5 separate regions of the Mus musculus genome follow, and regions 2, 3, 4 and 5 are each linked to region 1. Evidence: chromatin contacts called from public promoter capture Hi-C and targeted proximity ligation data. All regions are on one chromosome and are shown on one strand. The core of a region is the stretch at or near the end of the contact, and the rest is flanking DNA. Distances in the headings are between cores, read along the strand shown. Region 1 holds the start of Cdc37l1 (cell division cycle 37-like 1). Region 2 overlaps Gm41829 (a long non-coding RNA gene). Region 3 overlaps Gm35922 (a long non-coding RNA gene). Region 4 holds the start of Slc1a1 (solute carrier family 1 (neuronal/epithelial high affinity glutamate transporter, system Xag), member 1). Region 5 overlaps Rcl1 (RNA terminal phosphate cyclase-like 1).

Evidence for each region. Promoter capture Hi-C pulls out the DNA fragments that hold promoters and counts their contacts.
Region 2: a targeted proximity ligation map of memory CD8 T cells shows a contact between it and region 1, with 10 read pairs. A contact is called at or near these places in 5 of 39 promoter capture datasets (the C10 cell line, frontonasal cranial neural crest, liver and 2 more), 4 of 484 Hi-C or Micro-C datasets (CD8 T cells, LSK cells, pre-B cells and 1 more), 11 of 130 datasets of targeted methods (bone marrow-derived macrophages, craniofacial prominence, effector CD8 T cells and 8 more) and 2 of 9 other capture datasets (adipose tissue and liver).
Region 3: a contact with region 1 is called in a promoter capture Hi-C map of the HPC-7 cell line, with 3 times the contacts expected there. A contact is called at or near these places in 10 of 39 promoter capture datasets (the 3T3-L1 cell line, 3T3-L1-derived adipocytes, the HPC-7 cell line and 6 more), 4 of 484 Hi-C or Micro-C datasets (cerebral cortex and cortical neurons), 10 of 130 datasets of targeted methods (the NIH/3T3 cell line, bone marrow-derived macrophages, embryonic forebrain and 5 more) and 1 of 9 other capture datasets (pancreatic islet).
Region 4: a promoter capture Hi-C map of neural stem cells shows a contact between it and region 1. A contact is called at or near these places in 4 of 39 promoter capture datasets (embryonic stem cells, hippocampal neurons, neural stem cells and 1 more), 3 of 130 datasets of targeted methods (embryonic stem cells, oligodendrocyte precursor cells and pancreatic cancer cells) and 1 of 9 other capture datasets (adipose tissue).
Region 5: a contact with region 1 is called in a promoter capture Hi-C map of liver. A contact is called at or near these places in 2 of 39 promoter capture datasets (3T3-L1-derived adipocytes and liver) and 1 of 130 datasets of targeted methods (embryonic stem cells).

The regions. Positions count from the first base shown.
Region 1 is chr19:28,989,077-28,991,649 of GRCm38.p6, reverse strand. It overlaps Cdc37l1 (cell division cycle 37-like 1), which reads right to left and starts at 1,283. Exons shown (of 7, transcript NM_025950.4): 1 at 981-1,283. The coding sequence starts at 1,112.
Region 2 is chr19:29,235,958-29,238,530 of GRCm38.p6, reverse strand. It overlaps Gm41829 (a long non-coding RNA gene), which reads left to right. Exons shown (of 2, transcript XR_877802.2): 2 at 1-474. Among named protein-coding and RNA genes, the nearest start is that of Gm41829, 8.2 kb to the left of the region's middle.
Region 3 is chr19:28,775,749-28,778,321 of GRCm38.p6, reverse strand. The region is part of intron 2 of Gm35922 (a long non-coding RNA gene); the gene reads right to left. Among named protein-coding and RNA genes, the nearest start is that of Gm35922, 17 kb to the right of the region's middle.
Region 4 is chr19:28,833,831-28,836,403 of GRCm38.p6, reverse strand. It overlaps Slc1a1 (solute carrier family 1 (neuronal/epithelial high affinity glutamate transporter, system Xag), member 1), which reads right to left and starts at 1,269. Exons shown (of 12, transcript NM_009199.3): 1 at 1,072-1,269. The coding sequence starts at 1,162. All of the region lies in intron 2 of Gm52404 (a long non-coding RNA gene), which reads left to right.
Region 5 is chr19:29,130,359-29,132,931 of GRCm38.p6, reverse strand. Rcl1 (RNA terminal phosphate cyclase-like 1) reads right to left here. Exons shown (of 9, transcript NM_021525.2): 7 at 2,126-2,282. Among named protein-coding and RNA genes, the nearest start is that of Mir101b, 3.6 kb to the left of the region's middle.

The DNA.
Region 1 (2,573 bases), core at 34-2,533:
GACTACTGACCCATCAATTCTCATTTTGCCTTACTTTCCCTATGACTAGTTGGCTGACCATAGTCTGTGGTTATGAAACAGCATACTGTGGGTGAGCCCAATCAACTCAGCTGACTGACTTGCGGGCAGACAATTTAAACCAGTCATCTTTAAGAAAAGCTATTATAATATTGGACCACATTTTTGCAAAAACGCCTGGAAATCAGACACCTACAATCAATTTCATTGAAAAGATTAGTGTTCAGTCTATGCTTTTGAAATCTGGTTCAAAACACACCCAGGTGAAAAGTCGGGAGAAGGTGATGTTCGCAGCATAGCACAGCACCCCTATAAAAGCCATAACTGGCATATAACACTTGACAGTTTCCGAGGCAAGAAAGCTGGGTTGAAAAACACATGTAGTATCAGAAACTTCGGGAAGAAGCCTGAAAGCCAATTCGGTGGCTGTATGTTTTCACCGGAGGCTGACGCGGAATCAAACTATGAATACAGTAAAGGACCAATGATAGAAACGGAGGTGTGTGCCAGCGTCAAAGGCAAGGCTTACAGAATTTGCTGAGATGTCAGCGCGGCAAAGAGCACGTGAGATGTTTATGTCAGGACTCGGTGTACTATTTTAGAAGTACAATCACTCTCTGTTCCTATCAACTGTGCACAAAGTAGCTGGAGCTCGTAATAAAGGCTCGGATGAAAGCACGCACCAGAGGACAAAGGGTCAATGTTATACACTTGAGCGGCCCCCAAAGCTCCACGCAGACAGCAGCAGAGAGGGGGAGGAGGAACCTCTCGCAAAGGTGAGGGGCAACCAGCCCCGGTGCAGGGACAAGTGTGCGTGGACGTGGAGGTCGGGAATGCGCGCGTGATCGCCTCCTTTTCTCGCGGAAGATGCTGCCAGAGCTGTGGCTTGGCATCAGGCTCCCCCGCGATGCCCGCAGACATTTCCCATCCCCCGCCCCCGGCAGAACGCAGGCCGCTCTCACCTGGGCGCCGCCGTCCGGTACCGGAGAGTAGTGGGACGAAGAGGGGGACACGTCTAAGTCACTCTCCTCCTCGGTTTCCCCGCCAGTCCTCGGGAAGCTCCAGGGGCCCGGTGGCGGCCACGGCTGCTCCATGTCCCACTGGTCCGGGCCCGGCAACCGCCAGCGCCAACGGCCCTGGCGTGAGTGGAACCTGCTGGGCGGAGCCAGCCGCCCGGCCGGCCACGGTCGTTACCCAGAATCCCTCTGCCCCTGGCGAAGCCGATGCACCCCCGGAGCAGGCCTGGACTGTGCCGCCGGCGGACTGCGGAAGAAGAAGTAGCCGGCCGGGACGTCATTTCCGGGGGCGTGACCGGGCGTGGCCACGTCTGGACGAAGAAGCAAAGTCTGGAGTTTAAGTCCGGGAAAGCTAACTAGGGTTTCTGCAGGTTCGGATCCGGGCGTTCAAAGGGTGTTCTGACTTGTCCCTCTTCTATTTCAAAAGCTCCTTCGTGTAGAGCAATCTAAGTCGGAGTCGAGGGGGACCGATTTAGAAAGCACAGCCAACTTTCCTTTAACTTCAAATTACCCGCGACAAGACTGTTCTCCAAACCCTGCTACAGCGGAGGAGGACACTAAAAATAAAATACTGGGGCAAGCACATTTGTAAAGAATTGAGACAAGTAGTAGACGTATCAGAGGGCTTTCCGTTCCTCGTGTCTTTTTAGAATCGTGAAGATCCGAGTACTCACTGTCCCTTTTCTTTTTGAGACAAAATGACCCACCATAGCCCGAGAACACATTTTAAGCGAAAAACTCAAAGATTGGGAATGTACCCTGGCAGTAGAGTGCTCATTTAACTAACACAGGCAAGGCCCTGATTTTAGTTTCTAGGACCAGGGAGAGGGAAACAGACACCTAGGAACTAGGAAAGTCTAACTTCACAACCCGCACGTTTAACAATTTAGCTTGTTGTCTATTCGCAATCAGATAAGACGACAGACTATCAGTCTTTCAAGCTTTGATTGATTGGCAAACTGTAGGTAGGGGTGTGTGGGGGCGTGAGGTTCACAAGGGTAGGCCAGAGGACCACATCAGTTCTCCTGCTCTGTTATTTTTCACAGCATTCCCTTGAGACAAGGTTTCTTCTCGCTGAGCTCAGAGAACTGACACCAAGCCTTCTGTCTCAGCCCATTTAGAGCTAGGATTAGAGGTGCAGGTTTGTTGGGTATTTGAACTACCGTCCTCATGCTTGCTCAGCTACCATTTTTACCTACTGAGTCATCTGCCTTAGCCCTGACTGGCAAACGCTAAAGGCTCGTTAATCCTAATGGTCGAGCGATAGATGAGAAAAATGCTGTTAAGCATGCTGTGTAACATTTAAGGAAGAGGGATGACATGAAAAGCCTATGTGCTTCAGTTCAGCTCTTTCATGATCAGGAAAATACCCAACAGTATTTTTACAGCGGAATCTAATACAAAGACAGTTTTGGGGTGGTAAAAGAAAGCTAAAAATAAGTAAGTAGAAGCAATGGAAGAGTAGATCTCAGCGTGCTGATGTGGAAATATCTCTGAAATGAACAAGTCTGTAATCCTGGGAAAGGCTGAGACATGAGG
Region 2 (2,573 bases), core at 36-2,535, 250 kb before region 1:
TTTGCTTTCCCATTGAATCGCAGTGCTTCTGTTTACTTATTTCCTGTCACCTTCACTTGTCACACGACAATGATAAAGGATGTAGCAGTCCTAAGGCAGGCTTTGGCTGGGTACTCCACGGCTACAAGAATGTTGGTATCACACACATCCCTCCCAGATGTCAAATCAGCCCTTTCCTGAAGCACAGGAAGCTTGCCGGGAACCAAGGACATTCCAGCAAGTTCAGCTTTAGTAAGAATGATGACAGGAAAAACGTGTAAGGCGACTATTAATTACTGAAATATGCTTGTCTTAAACCTCGTGAAAGCGTAGGGTGTATGCCTTCATGTCTACTGTCGATATAAAAACATTTTAATGTACGTTCGCTGAGAAAACTACCGTCCTCTGTTTTAAATTTCTAAGTAAGTGTTAATACGTGCCACTTGTGTAAAGTTTTAAATGTTTGGAAAATATCGTAAATCTCTCTTGGCCTTTCCTATCCCTCTTCATTTTTCAGAATTGACCACTGAGCCCGTGTATAACCTTTCACACTCTCTGGAGTGCATTTTTTACACATATCCAACAGCGAAGTTCTGTAAGCAAAAATGATAATCCCATATTAGTACTTTCTGTTACCAGCTCTTCACCCCACACACTCATTTTAATCTTTACAGTCTGTCCTATTTGTTTAAACTCTTACATAGTCTCCAGGAAACAGGTAACTCTCAATTTACTGAAAACTCTACTTGTGGATATTTAGCTTTCTAATTTTTCACAACTACATGTGTTGTACATACATTTCAAAGCACAAAAAGGTTGCCCAAAATACACACTTAGACTCTCTGGACTAAAGGAAATATGCATTTAAATTTTACTGACTACAGCCAGAGTAATATTTTAAAATCTCATTATGGTATACCAATCTCCATTCATCTATAGTCATAGAATTCTGGATATTATGAATCTTTAGTTTTAGATCATTTTAATCTTAAACTACATTCATCTCTGGTAGCACAACAGGTATTTATTAAGTATGTATTTTGTGCATAGAAAACACTTCGAAAAGAATCCTGATATAAATAATACATAATAGCTAAGGGCATAGGGTACATTGGGTGTCGTTCAAAGGATTTATATCTATTTGTAAAACAAAAATAGCTCTAATGTCCTCACCATGCTCATTAGTCTGTAAAGAGCCCATCGAGTGGGTGGGGGAGGCGGAGAAAAGGCTGTCAGCCTAGATGCTGCCACAGACCGAGCAAGAGTAGCTGCAGGCAGTCACCTGACCCTGCAAACATACCGCAGCTTCTTAAGCAGAAAAACTGCACAGTTGACAATAAGAGAAGACATTGTAAGGGAACAAAACTGACTGCTGATTCTTCTCATTTGCTGGCTGATCCCCACCCCCAAGCATAAAGAAGATCAACTGACAAAGGAAGGGGGTGGCTGATATGTACAAATGCTGGCTTTAAAGATAAAAGCGGAGGCATAAAGACACTATCTAGAAGACAAGGAGGGCAAAGGGACCAAGGACTGACCGTAGTTGATTACTAGACAAAAATAAAAACCCACCAGAAAGCAAAAATTTGGCACAAGGCTCAACAACAGCGTTGTTGTGGGTGTCTCTCCACCCACCCCAAAGTTCAGAATAAAAAGTTCAACTCTGTCAGGGTTTGGAACTTCCCCAGGTGTGAAAGAGGAAGTGAAACCAAGGGCAAAAGTTGAGACAGCACGCAAGTGACTACTACAGGTGAGAAGCCACACAAGTGACCGCTACAGGTGAGAAACATCTATGTCCAAAATCTTTGGGGATTGAAATTGTCACAGATTTGGAGATATTTGCCTGTACATATGACATTTCTTGGAGACAATATCTAAGACTAAATACAAAATTGACCTATCTTTTAACTAGGCCATCGTTTTAAAATTGCACATCTAATGTTTATTTAAAAGGGACATAAATTGCAGGCGGAGGAATTGTAGTGGAGCATCTATCTTCATCAAAATACTGGTAATTCTACTTAAACTGTGGAGAACTGAAGACAACCACTTCCTGGATGAATGACAGTTGGCTGTGAAATCAGTTTTTAATAATCTAGGAAATAGCAGTGACATTCAATGTTCTCCCTCTATTCCTTAATGCTTTGTATGTCTCAACCAGATGCTTTCTGTAGTCTGCATTTCTAGGCAAGATTATATGTTAGGTCAAATAATGTGTTTGAGTTAGTTCCCACAATGGGTAGAACAATAAACATGCCTTCAACAAATAATTATTGAGTTGACTTGAGATACAGCAAGTCCACATGGCAGTCTGGGCCCTTGACAAAGAAGGGCAGTTCTTTCTCCTCATGCTTCTAATCAGTGGAGGACAAAAGGGCCAAAAAAAGAAGTCCCCCACTGCATCAATGACAACAATGTGCACATAATTGTAACATTCAGTCATGGAAATATACATCTTCACAGTGCTGTGTTTTATAAAAAGATAAAGAAACCAGGGATATGTTTGGTGGAGGTGCCTCTGCAGGACCATACTGAGCCATCCATCCCTTCTCCCTGAGGGACCATCCATATGATGGTATAGTATAGAACAGACT
Region 3 (2,573 bases), core at 37-2,536, 210 kb after region 1:
CCAGATGCACAGGTTCTTTGTTACCCAGATGAGTCATAATCGTTCATGACCTGAGACTAGAGAGGTCTTGGGATCTAGGAAGACAGCTATTACTGTTATTTTTATAAAGAAGCGTAGCAAAAAACCAAACAAACAGAAAACGGAAAGCAAACATGAAAAGGGCTCCTAATAATGTATTGCTATACCCATATGTCAGCATATCTCTCAGCCCTAGTCAGAAAAGCTTCCTCTGTAGCAGAGAGGAACTAACTCTGAGACCCATACATGAACAATGGCCACAAACTTTGGCCAACCCAGCCCTAAATAGAATGTCTTTCTCAAACTCTTCCCTTCAAGGCTCAGGGATCCAAGAGCCAGAGATGGTGGATGCCTTCCAGACACAACAGGAGGGCTGATGCACACATGAACTCACACAGACTGTGGCAGCATGCGTTAAGCCTGGCACACATTCAAGACAGACAAAATCCTGACACGGAGAAGGGGAAGTGGACACTAAGTCCCACCTCTAACCAAGAAGCTGTTTGTAATACCCACTGGGAACAGGAAAATCAGTTTCTTCTAATGGAGCAATGATAGATATATCAGCTACACTCCATGACATTCTGAGGAGCTGATGGTCAACACAAAATGGACTCTATGTGTGTGTGTGTGTGTGTGTGTGTGTGTGTGTGTGTTGCTTTTGTTTATTTTGTTTTTGTTTGTTCTGATTTCTTTTTAAAGAAAGAACATGAAGTTGGGTGGCTATGGAGGATCTTGGAGGAGTTAGGGGAAGGGGAAAGGATATGATAAAAATATATTACACAAAAAGATTTAAGCCAACAAATAAAAATAAGAACTTCATAGTAAACTTAGATATTTGCTTATCCAGGGATAACAATGGTATAGCAGTGGTAGACATAAAAAAGAAAATTCAGCTTTATTCAACTCAAATGTTACTGAAAACTGGCAAGATTGTAAAGGGTGATTTAAGAAGACAAAGAGGTCGAACCCAGCTTCTCTCACTCGTCCATTAAGTGGATCCTTCCCTGGTCACTAGGATACAAACACCAGGAAGCTAGTGCGATGACCTCTGCTCTCTTTTAGTCTTGTTTCTCCAGTGAGGCCTGGCCACCAGAACACACACCACTGCTTGCTCTCAGAGAACCCAAGCTGTGTAGAGTCCCTGGTTTTCTTGGCAAAGTTTGTGCACTTGAGAAAGGGAGGCAAACAGGAAGTGTAAGCATAGAATCAGAGTTCAAGAGAAGTCCAGCGCAGTTGTGGGACACGATTTCCAAGGAGCTGGATATATTAATTAGGTGGTAGTGACACCACCTGGTCATCATGAGCATCTTCCCTCACACGGAACACTGGGAAAGGAATAGACTTGGCTTTTCTGCTTAAGCCATGTTAGATGCAATTGCAATTACATCAGAGGTACAAGGGCCTTGATCTTGAGAGGTTTAATCATCTATGCAACAGAAAAAAAATGCATTAATGCTAACTCCCTTACTTCAGCAGTTTGACTCTGGAGATTAGGAGGTATGGAGTCCTGATACCTCGACTTCTCTGGGCATCCCAACGAACACTCAGATCAACCCAGGCAAGGCTTTGATGGATAATAAACCTGATAAAATACTAAGGAAACCATGGAACAATAGAATTATAGGTCATTTGGAACTCATAGAATAATCTATGAGAAAGAGATCCTTGTAGGTTTGTGTGAAAAGCAAAATTAAAACAGCAACAAGAAGATGTGGTCAAAGTTTCACTTTTCTTGCAAGTCTCTCCCATGGACTCTTTGGCTGTCTCATCCCAATACTAAATCAAAGAACTCAGGGCAGTGAGTGTGGTCACTCAGCCCTGTAATCCTGGGACTTGGAATTTTAGCTTTCTAGTGAGTTTGGAGCCAGCCTTGACTATATAGTAAAGCCCTGTCTCGAAACACACAAAAGATTAAGAAAACAACAATAATACTAAGACAAGAAAAATGAGGGACTATTCTGGGTTGTCTGGAATATTCTAATCACCACTGTGTACAACCTTCAGATTTCCACTACTGGAAGAAATTCCTAAGATAAGCAGTTCACAAGGAGAAAGCACACATTTTTGACATGCAATTTCAGAGGTCCATGGGCACTTAGCCATGTCGCTCTGGGCTTGTGGCAGTTTGGCATAGTACAGCAGGATCATAATACAGTGCAAAAGACTTGTCACCTCATGGTGTCCAGAAAGCAAAGAGTGGAAAAATAGCATCCTTGAAGAGCATGTGCCCCAGGGAACTCTCCTCCTTCCACTACCCCTCACATACTAAACGTCTACAGCTTCCATGGATGCGGCCATTGAGGCTTGAACACATGGGCTTTTTGGAGGGCAGTTATGATCCAAACTAGTAATATACTACTTAACAGTGATACAATTATCCCATTTAATCTCTATTTTAGAACCATTTAACTTCTAGAACAAATGAAATGCTCTCAAACCCGAGTTTTTTGATACCTTGTATAATTATATTTCTCTCACCTTTACCAAATCTATCAGTTAGGGTTTTGTCAGAAGAACAGAAATGACTCTACCATGCTCAGAATTATGGACTT
Region 4 (2,573 bases), core at 20-2,519, 160 kb after region 1:
CAAGGATTCCATTAACTTCCAAAGGCATTTTATTTTTGGCGGGGAAGACCTTGGACAGGAGCAGGCAACACCAAGCATTCCCAGACTCAGGAGCAAGGTGCAGTGCCCAGGGAGAAGGGGCTGCCCCATCGTCCCCTTTCCAGCAGAGGCAGCTGTAACTTCCAGATAGAGGGTGGAGCCTGGCTAGGAATCCACTTTCTCTCAAGGTGCACCTGTCCTTACCTGCTGGATGGCCCCACCTGGGGTGTGAAGACCCACAGGGTTCCCACCCTACAGCACATTGCCAAGTTTAGGTTATACAGACAACCTGGCCAGAAAATGAGATTCTAAACACAAGTAACTCAAATCTCTGAGCAATGGCCCGGACATCCACCTAGTCCTGGCTCAGCGGTATGTCAGGCATGGGCCACTTAAATACACCCAAGTGTGAAAACAAATAAAAGCAGCTTATATTATTTTCGATAGAAAAACGTGGTGAGCAGCTTGCCCAGGAGGAAGAAGGGGGTTGGGTTCTCTCAGCGCTGGTTCCCTGTGGCCTCAGTGAACCACAACTGCTGGCTCAGAAATGAGGCATGAATCTGACTGGAGAGGTACCCTCTAAGAAGGTATCTACCCTCTGCTCCAACATTCCCAAGGTCTCCACCATTCCGCGGGCTCAGATGTCTCTTTAAATCTGACAGAGAACAGTAATTCATACAGTCGCGGTTGGGCACGAAGGTGATGGTGGTGGTGGTGATGGTGGTGTGTGCAAGTGGTGGGAACAGTTAAGGATGAAGATCAAATTAAACCCCATTTAACCCCGCTTGTTTTCAAAGGACCCCTGCCCACCTTTCACGCGCCCTCTGATCATTTTGGAGAAAGCAGAGACAGCAGCCCGTGGAGCACCAGTATGGGGGAGGGAGGGGGTTAAGAACATTGTTTCCCCCGGGTGACACCAAAGCGCTCTGGTTGATCTGGAGCTTGGGGGCCCAGTACCGGGGAATGCGGGCAGCGCGTGCCACGCCGAGCCCACCCGGTCCCGCACGCGGCCTGGCCTCGGGCACGCGCCTGGTGCCCCCGCGCGCGACTCACCTAGTACCACGGCGGCCACGGTGGAGAGCAGCAGCCAGTGATTCCGTAGGAAGCGGCGCCAGTCACATCCCGAGCTCGTGGGCTTCCCCATGGTGAGCACTGACGTTTGCGATGAGTCGGGTAGCCTGGCCGATGCGAGATGCGGGATGCAGGGCACAGTGGAGACAACGCGCACCGGCCGCTGTCAGCGCTGCCACTGCCGCTGGGGACCGAGCACGGTGGTTTTGCGTGGCGGGCGCGCCTGGCTCCTCCCGCCGCCGCTCGCTGCAGCGACCGGGCCAACCAGCGAGACGGAGGGCGGAGCGTCCCGGCGGGATGGTGCGCGTGGGGCGATCAAGTCCCCTTGGGCTCCCGGTGGAGGTGTCCCACCGAGGAGCTTCTGACCCACTACGATCCTCACCAGTCTCCTTGGGGACGCACAGCCCTAGCCCAGTGCGAAGGGATTTGATATGGGACGCGTTTCTGCCTTGGGCCTCAGGCTTCAGAGCCACAAGAAGGGACACACTGTCAGAGCAGCTTTGGGGTGACGCACTGTCAGCAGCTTTGGGGTTTTTTTTCCCCACGTGATCTCTGATATTACCTGCGGGACTATTTAATTCTCTGATATTCCCTGCGGGATTATTCTCTGACTCGAGGGTCAGACAGGATCTGCCCGGACCAAGGCTTGGTTGTACACCTTGCGCGTGGGCGTGGTCATCTCTTGCACAACTTAACAAATGCACCCCTAGGGACTCGCCTTGTGGCCATTACTGGGTAATTAAGGCCTGCTGGTGTGGGAAGGTGGGCGGGCCTATTCTATCCCCAAGGCCAAATACCTTACAGGGTGTAGTTGGGAGAATCTGGGTTAGTGTGGTCACACACTTTGCTACCTGAATTTCTTATTCTGGTTTTACTCTTACTTAAGCAGACTCCTTTTTTTTTTTTTTTTTTTTTTTTTTTTTTGGTTTTTTGAGACAGGATTTCTCTGTATAGCCCTGGCTATCCTGGAGCTCACTTTGTAGACCAGCCTGGCCTCGAACTCAGAAATCCGCCTTCCTCTGCCTCCTGAGTGCTGGGATTAAAGGCGTGTGCCACCACGCCAGGTTTTAAACAGACTCTTATCTCCTTAGCATATCACTAACTAAGTGAGCCCTGTGCCCTTTTTGCATTCTGGGGTTTACTCTTTAGTTGGCTGTCAGGGGACTCTCCTTGACCAGATTACTCGACCACTAGAATCCCCCAATTAAAGCCTCATTCTTTTGGTTCAGAGTGATTTTTAAAAACCCTTCAAAAGACAATGGATTAAGCATTATTAACCATGCACACTATACTATGAATGATCTCACCTCCTTTCCAGGTGTTAAATTCTCAAAAGAAAAAAAGAAAAAAATCAGGAGAGAGGAAACTCCCTCGAGATTACTGGTTTCTTGGGGGAAGAGCTGGGAATAAAAATTCCCGAAGAGGGCAAACTATCAAGGAAAAGACTGGAGAGATGGCTCAGCGGGTAAGAGCACTGACTGCTC
Region 5 (2,573 bases), core at 37-2,536, 140 kb before region 1:
GGTTGAAGAGGATGTGCAAAGAATCTCCCGCTGAAGACAAGAGCGGCTCCCACTCGAGTGTGAGGTGAGGAGAGGTGGAAAGACAGCAGGACAGAACCCCTGGTACATGGTAACCCATGAGCAGAAACTGGTACACGGAAACCCCTGAGCAGAAGGAACTGGGTCAGAGACTCACTCTCTCTCTCTCTATATATATATATGAGGGTCTTATGCTTCCATGTCACACCACAGACCTACAGAGAATTAGTCAAAATAGCATGAAGTGTTTCAGCCTTTTAGTAATTAAGGACTAGACACTAACAGGAAGTTTTCTTAATGACTAAAACAAAGCAAACTTGCTTGAGGAACAATAATAGTTTTTAAAAGACCTCAATTAATCTAACACAGGTTTTCCTCCCGTGACTGGTGGGAAACCCAAATGCCAGCTGTGCCCATGGGCTCCTGCTGAACTCCTCTGGGTCATGGTGTCTGCCGTTCTCCCATGGTCTCCTAGAAAGGGACGTAAGTGTCCCCATAGTTGGAGAGAGGACACAGCAGCCCACAAGGTCAGGTGGAGACCTACACAAGCCAACGAGAATCTCAGAGGCAGACAGTTACCACTGTACCCTTCTACCTGACAACACAGAGATGGGAAATGTTATAAAACTCTATGAATTAAGTAACTGGTGAATCAATGGCTTTATCCTTCTACCCACAGACGTCTAACTACCACCTATCTCTCAAAACCAGCGCTAGATCTGTCATTAAAAATAAACTGATGTGGCACCAAAAACCCTGCACCAGACCTGGGCTACACAAGATTACTGACAGGCCGTGTCCTAAAGGAGGTCTCACTCCCTGGCTCCACTGCTCCTAGCAGCAAGCACAATGGCTACGCCTTGCTCTTCAGCTGTATCAGGAGGGGCTCCTATCTTTAATTAGGTAGAATGATGACGTTCATCACATGACTAGTGCGCAGGGTTCAAGGCCGGCTTGGATCAGCTTGGACAGGGGAGCAGACTACAATTGTAAGCAGTCTTCAACTGTGCAGGAACTGTATCCATAATGGGCTCGCTTAGGAACACACTTTCCTCTTGCCAGCATCTTCTCTTCCCTCACGATCTCCTCCTTCCTGTCAGACACCTCAGCCGTGGGAAAGTCAAGTGTGTGCTCACTTTTGTGCCTGCTGCACATGTGATCAACAGTTTGTAGCCATGAAGAAGTCAGGTCACCTGCCTGACCTGCATCCTACCCACACAACCACAGACACACGTAGTAACTGGCTAAAGTCTATCTTTAACAATGCCAAGTTCTCACACTTCCCAGAGCCTCCACCACGCTGTGACAGTCTGGCCTTCCCCAAACAGTCTTCAATGCCCTAGAATAAACGGCACAACTCTATCCACACACAAATCCAGATTTCTACCTTGATAAATCTGAAGGTGAGTCCCTATCTCCACAGAGCAGCAGCTGGGGCAGCTGAGAGGCTGTAGTCCTGGGACTAAAGAAATGGCTTGGAGTTAAGCCCACTTGCTGCTCACGAAGAGCACTCAGATTCACCACAGCACTCACAGACTGGCTCGTAGCCACGTACTGCAGGGGATCTGACAACCTCTTCTGGCCTTCCCAGGCACCAAGTATGTATGTGGTGCACATATATTCATGCAGGCAAACACACAGAAAAATCAAAACAGATGGGGAGAGGTGTGTGTGTGTGTGTGTGTGTGTGTGTGTGTGTATGTGTGTGTGTGAGAGAGAGAGAGTGAGAGAGAGGGAGGGAGGGAGGGACAGAGACAGACAGAGGCAGATGAAAGAGGGGTGGTGGTAGAAGTGGGGGACACTCCTTTTGGTCAGGCCAGTGCGCCAGCCATCATCTTAGCCTTCCCTGGTTGCTTTATTTTGAACCCTCACTCCCTCCTCTCCTCCGTCCCCATGAAAAGCTATATCTTCTGTGTCCCAGTAGAGCAGACTTGTTCATGGACTAGTTCAATGAACCCATTCAACTAGTTAATTCTAAACTGCTTGATACTCGAACACAGGCGAGCTCTTTAGCTCAAGTGCCCAGAAAGGAGTACAGAAGGAAAGACATCCGATCGTCTTTTCCTGACTGTTCCTTTCTCTGCGCCTGCAGAGCCAGGGGACATACCCTGTAGATCTCTTCAAGTAGCAGCTTTGCACAGTTCCTGCCGAGGTCCTCGGGAAGCACTGCTGCTCCCTGGCCCTGGGGATTGGAGGCCAGTTCCGCACTCAGGAAGGTACCGTTGGTAGTCTCTGCAACCAGCGACAGCCCAAAGCCTGGAGACCTAGAGATGCAAGGGCGGACACCCAGTAAGCAAAGGCACACACGGGGCACACAGCGAAGACAGATGTGTTCTTCATTAGAGGAGTAGACTCCGAGGAACACTAAGAAGAACCAAGGCGAGAGGAAGTTTGCATGCCCTTGCTTCCTCCCTCTCTGCACTTTACAAAGACTCTCACAGTACCTAACAATCACAGAATATGATGTCAACAGGCTTCCAGGTATCCGAGCATGCAAATAACATCAACGTTAGCTCAGTCTTGTCTTCATTTACAAATGAGCACATGCTGGGAGA